2 separate regions of the Mus musculus genome follow, and region 1 is linked to region 2. A link is a contact called in public Hi-C data. All regions are on one chromosome and are shown on one strand. The core of a region is the stretch at or near the end of the contact, and the rest is flanking DNA. Distances in the headings are between cores, read along the strand shown.

The links. A called contact is a pair of places that touch in the nucleus more often than the background predicts.
Region 1: a contact with region 2 is called in a Hi-C map of ECoMG-derived neutrophils, with 2.4 times the contacts expected there. A contact is called at or near these places in 6 of 484 Hi-C or Micro-C datasets (B cells, ECoMG-derived neutrophils, bone marrow-derived macrophages and 2 more), 9 of 130 datasets of targeted methods (the 230-238 cell line, CD8 T cells, the NIH/3T3 cell line and 6 more) and 2 of 9 other capture datasets (adipose tissue and embryonic stem cells).

Annotation. Positions count from the first base shown.
Region 1 is chr19:32,950,880-32,956,404 of GRCm38.p6, forward strand. No RefSeq gene overlaps it. Among named protein-coding and RNA genes, the nearest start is that of Gm36914, 6.5 kb to the right of the region's middle.
Region 2 is chr19:32,802,713-32,808,777 of GRCm38.p6, forward strand. All of the region lies in intron 5 of Pten (phosphatase and tensin homolog), which reads left to right. Among named protein-coding and RNA genes, the nearest start is that of Pten, 48 kb to the left of the region's middle.

The DNA of each region.
Region 1 (5,525 bases), core at 1,387-3,886, 150 kb after region 2:
AAGCAGGTCACTGACAGGTGGCCAGGGCAAAGGAACAGTTATGTAAAACTGATTAGATGTTGGGGGAGGAGTGGAGAGGGGAAGAAGAAGTGCTGAGGACATTGTGCCTGGGTGAGGGGAAGAATTGCGCTGCAGCAGAGAAGGGGAAGTTGGAGTCTGAGCTGACTGGAGGAGGGGAAAGACTAGGTGACCTTGATTGGGAGATGCTGGAACTGGGTACCCATATCCCAGGGCCATGTGGAGATGTGGTACTCAAGGGAGAGGGGTAGGCTACACACATACAAATAAACTACAGTGTGAGCCATCAGCATTGAGGGGAATTGCTTGGAGCTCTGGCTCTGTGTTGTGGGGTATCTGTGAAGTTAAGCCACCGTAAGCAGATTTCTATGTATGTTAAGAAGTTGACAACCTCCTATTATATACCCTAAATAGAATCACCTGTATAGAAGTGGTGACACTCTTGGACAGTTGAATCACCATGTTCCTGATTGCTACAATACCTCAGACTATTGATTATTTTTGCCATGGCTAGACTGTTGATAGTGATATTTCACTTCACAGAAAAATAATTAACTTCAATTTGGTCAAAGACCTGGACACAAGAGCTAAAATTATGAACTCTTGAGGAAGAAAACAACATCAAAAATGTAAATCTTTTAGGGCTAGAGAGATGACTCAGCAGTTAAGAGCACTGACTGCTCTTCCAGAGGTTCTGAGTTCAATTCTCAACAACCACATGGTGGCTCACAGCCATCTGTAATGGGAACTGATGCCCTCTTATGATGTGTTTAAAGACAGCTACAGAGTATTTGTATACATAAAACAAACAAACAAATGACTCTTAAAAAAATCTCTAATAAAAAAATAAAAACCTACTTCTTAAAAATACCTGTAAATCTTTGTACTAACATGCCTTAAAATGGGTAATATTAGATACAGTACTTAAAGTAAAAACAATTATAAACCGGGCGTGGTGGCCCACGCCTTTAATCCCAGCACTTGGGAGGCAGAGGCAGGCAGATTTCTGAGTTCGTGGCCAGCCTGGTCTACAAAGTGAGTTCCAGGACAGCCAGGGCTATACAGAGAAACCCTGTCTTGAAAAATCAAAAAAATAAAAACTAAAATAAACTAGATTTCATCAAAACTTAAATTTTGTATTTCAGGGACTGTCAAGAAAGTGCAGACTCATAGCATGGGAGATAATATCTGCCAATCTAATTATCTGAGAGAAGTCTAGTACTCAGAATAAGTCAAGAACCTTTAATACAACATTGAAGGACAATAACCAATTAAAACCGGCCGAACCATTATAGTAAATATTTCTCCTGAAAAATGTACAAATGAAGCTGAGTGTGGTGTCACATACCTATAATCCCAGCACTCAGAGGGGGCTGAGGCAGGAGGAGTGTGATTTCAAGACTGCCTGTGCAGCATCAGGAGACTATGGATTAATCCCCTCTTATATACACAAATGGTCAAGACTCAACATTGAGCTATCTGAGAAATGTAAGTCAAAGGCACAATGAGGTACCATTTCATACCTACTAGGGTGGCAATCATTATTATCATGATTACTATCAATTATCCTGAGATAGTAACAGAGGTAAGTGTGATGTTTTAAATTAAAATGGCCCCCATAGCCCCATAGGGAATGATACTATTAGGAGGTGTGGCCATGTTGAAGGAAGTGTGTCATTAGGGGCAGGCTTTGAGGTTTTGGATGCTGAAACCAGGCTCAGTGTATTGTGACTCATTCTCTTTCTGCTGCCTGCCAATTCAGATGTAGAATTCTCAGCTACTTCTCCAGCAGCACGTCTACCTTTGTGCTGCCATGCTTCTTACCATGATAATACGTATCCCCATATTTCTTCACTATTCACCCTTGCCTATCCCTGCCCTGCCGCGAGTCTTTAAACTCTAGTCACAGCATGGTTAACACAAGATGCTAAAAAAAAGCATAAGAACAGCTGTTCTGATTCCGTGCTTCACGACCTGCTCATAGCGTGCTCCAGCTGTGGAGAGCAGCTCTAAGGGAGGTCCAAGCTTTAGTTCTGGTGAGCGAAGCTGATACAAAGGTGAGCCAGAACACAGTCTCCCGAAGTGCATCCTTCTGCCTCACAGGACAGGGTCCACTCAAGCTTTTGCCCAGTTGCTCTCAGAGTCAAGGGTTCTTCCTAACCTTTCCACAGACAGAGACCTCCTCAAGCTCAGGTGTTAGAACCTGCCAAGGCTCCACCCATCGCTGGCTTCCTGTGAACAGGTGTGCTTGGAACTTTGGAACCTGTGTTTTGAAATTTGTAATTTGAGGTCCTCAGAGGTTGCAGGCACCATCTAGGAAAAGGGGAGGGATTTGAGGCAAAAGGGACTAAGATTCTGACTCCTACCTCATTCGAGAGGAAAGAACCAATCCGTTTAACAGAGTGTCCTTAATGGCGGTTGAGTGTATGGGGGTGGGGGAGGGGGGGTGTCTGTGTGCGCAGATGCAGCTCAGAGAGCTCTCATTCACTGCCTTTCCCTCTGGCTCTCTCCCTGCACACACTGTTCTCTGAGCTCCATGGCTTCCTGTGCTGCGCTTCCTGTTTCCTTGTCAAACTTCATATAAGCATTTGCTGAGGGCTGGGCAGGTGTCAGGCTCCGTGGCTGGGAGGAAGCAGCAGGTGGAGGACATAGGATGTTGATGACACTTGGGCTGGAGTTCACCAAGTTCCCCTTTTAGTTCGTAATCTCTGTTTATGATTTGAGTACCTAGGAGAACCGGCTAATTCCAGCAGATGGAAAAGAACTCTAGCAGGCTAGAGCATCCCAGGCCAACGAGAGCTTCAAATACTTTGAAGATAGAGGATAACCCTTCCTGCCTCTCATTCCTGGGAGTGTCCTCGCAGGCTCTGTAGGTCTCTCGAAAACGTAGCTGATACACTGAGTAGTTCTCCAACCCTTTCCTTCTGACCTCAGCCAATCTCCTCCTTTGTGATCACACATTTCTAGGGTGTGCTAGGCAGGAACGATTCTTGTCTCTATTTAATGATGCTTAAATATAATAAGTGTAATTCCTACAAGACAGTCTTGGCCAAAAATAGAAAACCCTGTTGCTCTTTCACTTCACCTCCCACTCTCCCACTCCTACGTTCACACCACAGCATCCTATAAGGTTTTTGTTTGTTTGTTTTTTTAATCACCTAAAGCCATTGCTTTCTGGGCTAGTGTGCCCCCTTGAAGAGCTGGCATTTGGCCTGTAGTCTGGGCAACTACCTCAGATTGCCTCCTTGGAAAGGAGGGTGACCATGTCAGTTGGGCTGAGCATAGGCTTTGCAGATGGGGGATCTGGGGAGCTTAGGGGTGATACACTCTCTGCTAAACCATCAGGATGGCAGCTTCGTCTTTCATCTGGGCTCCTCTATTGTACTGGTGGCTATTGGTTCTTTTCCTTTCATTAAAGTACAGTGGTTGTTTGCTAAAGACGCTTTTGTTCAGAGGGAAACAATGCTTCTATGTTCCAACAGGAGAAGTGTCAGCTGTGGGAGGAGAGAGGAGAGGGTGGGACTCTCCCTACAGAGCCCTCTGGTGGACTTTTTCAGTATGCATTGCTTCTTCTGCCTTCTTGAAGGAATGGCTTCCTTCTGCTCATGGAGGGAGGCTCCTGATGCATCTGATGACTGCCCGTTGTGGCTTTCAGGGCCCATGGGAGCTGATGGCCCTCCTGCTGGCCTGCATCCCCAGCTTCATCCACTGGCCATTCCGTTCCAGGTGTCTTCTCCAGCAGTTTCTCTAGGTTGGCTTTGACCCACTGCTCCCATTCTGCTTCCTTCATCAGCCACAGGCTACTAAGCAGTCCCTATCCCAACCCCTTCTCATCCTGGATCTTTTACTTCAGGCATCACCCTCTTGGCAGGATCTGACACAACCTCGTTCTTGCACCTTGCTCAGAAGCTGTTCGTATGAAGTCCAGGACAGTCAGGCTGTCCTGTCTGTTTCATCTCTGACCCCTGACATGCAGTCCATGCAGTCGAGTGTCTGGCTTTTATTGGGCATTTACAAAATGCACAGGAAGAAACAAATAACAAAGACAGAGAACATGGAAAGGGGAAAACTTTGGGGTCTTTTGACACCAAGGCAACCAAGAGGTTGCGTGGAATGTCTCTTTTGCCAAGGAGGGGCGTGCCTGCGTAGTTGGTATCCTAGTTAGCATGTTAACATGACATTGTCTATGGTCACCTGGGGTGTAGGGACAGTTGAGTTGAGTAATTGTCTTTATCAGGCAGGTTTGTGGACATGTCTGATAAGTGCCATCTGGACTGCTAACTGATATAGGGCTACCATGAACAGTCCCATACCTAGGCAGTTGATTTGGGGTTGTATAAGGAAACAGGTTAAGCTGGAGCCAGAGAATAAGTCAGTCTGGAACACTCCTGCCTTGACATCCATCCCTCAGTGACTGACTGTGTCCTGGAAGTGTGAGCCAATTCAACGCTTTCTTCCCTGAGTTGTGTTTGATCACAGTGTTTTGTTCTAGTGACAAGAAACCCAGATCAGGTGCATCCCTTCTTCTCTGGGATTATATCTTGGTTCCCAGGAATTAGGGACTTTCCTTCATCTTTCCCACTCTCTTTCCTGCACTAGTTTTCCCAGGGCTCGTCCACACACTCTTTAATAGTGTTAACAGAGGCTGTAACTATAAAGAAACCCAGCTGCCATCTTTGAGGACCTTCAGTTTTTGGACACTTCCAAATATTCTATTTAAAAGCATTGGCCCATCAAGGGAAACCCGTGCCTCATCAGCTGAAATGCTCCTGGTCAACTTTCTTTACTGTGGGTGGGGGGGGGGGGGCGTTTGAAATTCTCAGCTGCACCCCGATGTATCCAGCAACTGTCTCTTACATCGATGGTGACAATCCGCTGGCAGTCAGAAGCCAAAATTCCATTTACTCAGCATTTACAGAGAGGAGCTCTCACATTCCAGAGGCACCCGTCAGTTGCTACCAGACATACCCCGTGTCTGGTCCTGGATTTGGCCAACTCTGTGTGTGTGTGTTTGTGCACATGTCTGTGTGTGCATGCACATATGTGTACATACATGCATACACACATGCATACACACAAAAGTCTTTTTTCCTGTTGACAACCGGAGAGATGAACTTGAACCATCAGGCTGGTAAGGACATCAGCAGTTCTCCAAGTTCTTTTGACAGTTCTCTGGGAATCATCCTGGCTTCTGACTCTTACTTTCTTCCTCTGTGGCTGCACTCTTGCTGCTGTTAAACTCATACCTACAACCCAGCCTCTTCCCCGAGTTCCACCAACACAAGCCCATAAGACCCACTTATTCCTGGAAGTCTGTAGAAAAGATTTCATGGCAGATTTGAAAGGCAGATACCAGGGCTTTTATTTTGACGGTCCACACCTTCACATAGCCATTCTGCCCCTCCCCCATACACGAAGCTGAAGCCCTTCTGGTTAGCTGTGGCTTTTCTTTGTCTTCTATTCTTCTTCTGTTGGGTGCCCCTGTGGATCTCTTTTTGTTATTACTT
Region 2 (6,065 bases), core at 654-3,153:
TCTTTAAGGGGATTTAAAATTTTTATTTGTTTATCTGTCCATCCATCTGTCCATCTGTCTGAAATCTATCTATCCGTCCACCCATTTAGGTGAGGCCTGAGAGACAGAGTCAAGGAAATGTCACCATCTTTAAAAAAAAAAATTAAGAAGGACCCTTTCTTTAAAAGACCTTAAATTATTTGCTGATTATTTATTCATTTGTTTTTATTGCCATGCATAATTTTGATGGAAACTTTGAACTGATTACACTAAGAGCTTAATTACTAGTAAGTGGTACTCCTGATACTTCTATGGCCTGTCTTGTATTTTGAGAGAGCAATGTTTGCTTTGGAGAAATGGATGAGAATATTTGAAGTCCTGCGACTCTCTCAGCCATTTCCTGCCAGGAATCTCAGCTACTTGACATTTTTTTCTGTTTCTGTTTGTTTGTTTATTGTTGTTTTGATGTTTTCATTTTTCTCTCTTTCTCTCATTCCCCTTTTGTAATGGTAAGGATTGAGCCTAGGGCCTTGTACATGGACACATATTCTACCAGTAAGCTATATCCCTCAGCCCTTGTTTGACTCATTCATCATGTTAAACTACATGACCTTTTGTTTTGCTTTGTTTCTGTTTGTTTGCTAGTTCAGACAAGGATTTTCACTTGAGACAAATAATGGTTGTGAAATGGTTTAGGCTTCTCTAAGCTCTGCTGTCAATCTCCATTCTTTTTCCTTCACTTCTTCAGAATTGCCAGCGTGTGTATAGAGTGATAAGATGCTGGGGTGGTCTGTTTCCTTATGTTCAAGGGTAAGAGCAAGACTTGGGCACTTGAACTTTCCTGTAAATTTCTCTGTTTCCAGGCCAGGGTAAATGCAGGAATCCAGGTTAGACGCAGGAGTCAAGTTAGGTGCAGGAGACCCATGTCAGAAACTGAGGTCTTGACACACTAGTCATTACAGCCTGGTGGCAACAGTTCTGTTTCCCTCTAGAAGGGAGGGGAGGGTGTTTGTGGAAGTGACAAGAAGTCTTGGGAAATGTTACAAGGTAGGGGGTATTTGTGAGTGAAATGTGAAGCCTCTAGTGTCATTTGGTAAAATGTAATAATAATACTTGTGTCCTCCATAGAACTTTTCTTGGCACTCTCCATCTCTTGACCATTTCTTCCATGTGAAAATGATAGACTAATGGACATAGAAGATGCAGGGCTGTGCACATTGTTAGAGCTGTAGCTGGTGCATTTGATGTTTAGCCATTGCATTATACTAAGACTCCTTAAGTAATTTAGCATCTTACAGCCACATCAGTAGGATCTACTGTACCTGTTGCATAGTTAATATACCTAGACAAGTGTTTTGGATAAGTTTATACACGGACCTAAAGCAGAATCCTTATGTGTATCCTACCTTTATTCTTTCGATTATTTAAAAAACAAGAAAGAACTTATGAACAGATACTGTTGACCAAGCTGTGTTTTACTAATGGTTGCTTTTGCATTTTAAGCTACAATAGTATTAGAAACCTACATCCAGATAAAAGCTTTCAGATATCCCTACTCCAGGAATGCTTCTTTACAGATGACATCAAGGCCCAGAAAAGTGAACTGTAGTGATCAGAATTCGTGACGGTGTCAATCAGTTCATGACAGCATTTACAGTAAAAACAAGTCCCTTGGTGTGTTGTTAAATTTCTTTGTATATTATCAAGCTTACAGATTCTGAACTGCAAAAGGTTCCATATTTATTGCTGATGGTTTTGAAAGGCTTCTCAGTTTTATGCTTTTCTTTACAAATCGTAGTGTTTAATAACCCTCCAGGTTAAAATCTTGGAGTGTTTAACCTCCAGTCTAAGTTTAAAATCTCCAGAGAGAGATTGCTAGTTTTGTAACTATAATGCTGTGCATTTCCTTAAAATTTTTACAATTTAATTTTCTCAAAGCTTTTAAATGTAAAGAAAAATAAAATCATGGCATTTATAGGAAGAGAATGGAACTAGAAGTCATTACTTTAAGTAAAACAAATCTGATCAGAAAAACGTGTTTTCTCTCATGGGAAGAACCTAGCTTGGAGGTATGCATACCCTTTGGGGGAGGGAGATCTGAAGGGAAGATGGTGAAAGGAAGAGTGGAACCTGCTCCACACAGAAATGCAGAAGAGGAACTGTTTAGGGAGGGAGGTGACTCAGAAGGAAGTACAACGGTACCTCTATGAGGAAATGTCATAGTGAAATGCGCTAGTAACAAAGAAAAATAATAAAACAAACCTTAAAAGGCACCGGGCCTTGGGCTGGTAGAGTGGCTGTGGAATGATGGATGTGTTTTAGCTTGCTGAGTATAGGAAAGCTGCTTTAGTACAGCTGAGGAAGTCTTCCTAGAAGAATCTTAGAGAATTGATGACTCAGTGTGGCAGTGTAGACACACAGTGGACTTGCAGACTTGTAGACTAGCTAGGAGTCCCTGTGGCTACGTTCGTGCTGCTTGTTGTGTTTGCTGTTTCTGGATTTATACTTTGTGATTGTAAATGTGAACTTCTGGAGATTAATACTTAAATCTGCTTTGTAGTTAATCATATTAGAATTGTCTGTATTATTTTGTTTATATTTGTAATTTTAACTATGGAGGGACCATAAGAAGCTGAAGAAATTTGTGTTCTGGTACAGAATCCTCATCTTCTTTCTTTTATGTTAAAGGAGGAGGCAATTGGCCTGTTGTGAAAAAATTGTAGACTTTGCCTAAAATGTGTGTTTTTTTTTTTTTGGCTTTTACTTATAGTACTTTCTTTCTCAGAGTCCTGTAGTTAGGTCTTGATATGATGCAGGTTGGATTTGCAAGCTGACCATAAAATGTAGCATTGTGTTCTTAATGCTGGAACAATACTTCAGGTTTTGAATATTGCAATGAAGTTCAACAGTTGCTACTTCCTATAAAGAAAAAATATCTCAAGGGCGAAGTAACTGCTCAAGGGAACAAAGACCCATACCCTTATTCAGTCAAAGAAGTGTGTTGCCCACTTTACTGGGAATTATTTACTTGTATAGTTGATATTTTCCTTTGTGAAAAGGTGGCAAATTATCCAAATCCAAAGTCACTGAGGGTGAATCCCGACTGACTGCACATGCGCGCGCGCGCACACACACACACACACACACACACACACACACACCCCGCGCCAGCCCCTCCTGCTGTAAATTACCTTCTGGGGTTGGTTTCCACGTGTGCCTTGCTGTTTGCAAATGCACTTAGGGTTCAGTGCTGCAATACATGGTTTGCGGGATGTAAACTATGAGGAGAGTGTAAGAAAGACCTTTTCAGAATGGCAATGAGCGCAGGTTTTGGAGTAACTTTCCAAACTTGAGGGAAGACACTGCCACTAACCATACGTAGTGTCTGTTCTCCCTGGCCTCCAGCAGTGGCAAGGAAAGTAACCTTAATGCTTAGTTCTCTTATTAAACTTAGGGGAGGGATTGAAACGTTTCAGTTTGCCTTTTCTTTGCTTACAAGTTGGTTATTAGGTAGGTGTGTGTGTTTTGACTACGTGAGTGTGTGTGAGAGAGAATGTGTGTGTGTGATTAGTTTACTACCTCAGTTTGTCAACTTTACTAAAATAACAATGCCAAGCTTAATTTTAAGAGATTTCATTATTTTCTGTGAGAAGTGAACTTTTATAACCTACTATCAAGGTTATCCCCCTACCCCTGTTTTACTTATTAAATCCCCTCATCATAAAATTTTCTTGCTTAGTCCTTATTTTTAAATCAAACAAGTTGTGGTTGCTGTTGCTAAAACAAAAAACTCAGTATAATTTTCTTGTAATGTCAATTATCATGTGTTCTCTTCTGATGCATACTGTTTGGGCTATTATCTACTATCTAGCAGTCCACTGATTCATAAAGCTGTGCAGTTTTAGGCTTTGAAAGATTTAAGCAGTTACTTAATACAAACCCATTTGCAAAGACCACACTGCCCTGATTCATAGTCTTTCTTTGTCATACTCAACACCTGGCTTCCTAATTTTGTTCCTTGGATTCTCTCTGCTGTACTAAGCTCTACTTAATTTTTTCCTTTTCTTTTTGATTCCTAAAATAGAAACCAACACCAAAAAAAAAAAAAAAAAGAGAGAGAGAGAGAGAGAAAAATTGCTGTTTTGAATGTGTGAGTTTTTCAGTTTTAGGTAAGAGAAACCCAAGTAGGAGAAGGAGACAGAGAAGACACAAGGGAGATGTTTATTGACTAATAGAACCTAAAAGGTCAGGTCTGGATCTAAATGCTCAATAAGTGTCAGGAACCTCTCCTTTCTACACTCTTCCCTTTTCTTTCTTGGCTATGTTTATTCAGAAAGGATCTTTGCAAGTAATACCAAGCTATGGTCCCGTAGCTTTAGGCTTACACTCTTGACTAACTGCAGTGGTAAAAGAACACCCATTTGACTAGAGGTTCCTAGAATAGGTTCTGATTTCCCTGGCTTAAAGGGTGTGTCTTTTTATTTTTTTATTTTTTTGTAAGATTTGTTTATGTATATGAGTATACTGTCACTGTCTTCAAACACACCAGAAGAGGGCATCAGACCCCATTACAGATGGTTATAAGACACCATGTGGTTGCTGGGAATTGAGCTCTTAACCACTGAGCCATTTCTCCAGCCCACATCTACCTCTTTTTTGAAACAAATACTTTTGCTAGTGAGTGGAATCCTCTTACAAATTCATATATCTGAATTGAAGAATAGGCCCAACACCCCAAACCACAAAACTGTCATTATAGCTTCTAAAGAAAATCCAGGTGAGGAAAGAGTGTTGGCCAGAAATGATCTGTGTCACTTTTGTCACAGAGATTCTGTAAGTTACCATAGAACTCGAAGCATTATGTATTCCAAACTTCAGAGGTTCTTCATAAAGGGGAAAAACTGAATTAAGAGAAGTTATGGCTTCATTCAGATCGCATAGCATTCCTGTTTTCAGGTCACCTGAGTCAGATTCATTTAGGTCCTGTACTGCATTTGAGCAAGATAAACATGTATAGTCCTACTTGTTTCTTATTAAAGTAGAGGCAGCAGGGCTGGCCTCAGTGTGCGTGGGACCCAGCAGTTGGCAGGTAGAGTTAGGAGGATCAAGAGTCAAAGCCACCATCAGATCCTGCAGTGTGTTTGAGGCCAGCTCTCCCCTGGGGGGAAATTGAGGTTGTAATGGTTGGCTGTGGTGTCACAGAGGCCTATAATCTCCACTGTTGGAGCCTGAAGCAATAGAATACCTATTTTGAGACCATTCTGGGGTACATAATGAGACCCTGTCTTAAAACATAAGATATGTGATAATATATACCTTGTAATTTTATGGGAATAATAGAAATATGTTTTGAATATTAGAAAATATCTACAATAACTACTATTGTCATAGTATTAGTAACCACATTCTTTTGTTTATTGAATTACTGCCTTGTTTATTGTGGTCATTCAGAATGTAGGTTTTTCCTCTTCAAGCAAATACTTTTTAGGTTGAAACTTTTATTTATGAGTTTAGACTTGGAAAATATTTTCCAGTTTATTAAGAAAGTTTGCTCAAATAGAAAATTACTTCTTTAAGGACTCTAAGTTGTGAATTTACCTTCTAGAAGATCATCTAGAATCTGAATGCATAGAGGATGAACATACATTATATATACATATATATATACACACACACACTGTGTTGTTCCGTGCTAATCCCGTATAGTAGTCTTATGACAGTAGTATAGATCTCAAAGATGTATGTCCTCCATATAAGTCTGTTTTTCAAAGAGCCAGCCAGGCATGGTGGAACACACCTTAAATCCCGAGCACTTGGGAAGTATGAGTTTCAAGACACAAAGAAACTCTTATCTTGAAAACCAAAAAGAGAAAAAGTAATTAGCATCAAGTAGCCAAGGCTTATAAAAGAAGAATTAATGAAAAATACACTAGGAAAATGTAAAATTCCAAGGCAGGCTTTTCTTATCGGAATAGCATTATAATAAAAACCATAAAACTGATCAAAGATGTCATTTTACACTCACACAGGAGACACTTCATACGGACACTGAGCTGTTACGAACGTCTGTGCCAAAAGGAGTCAAC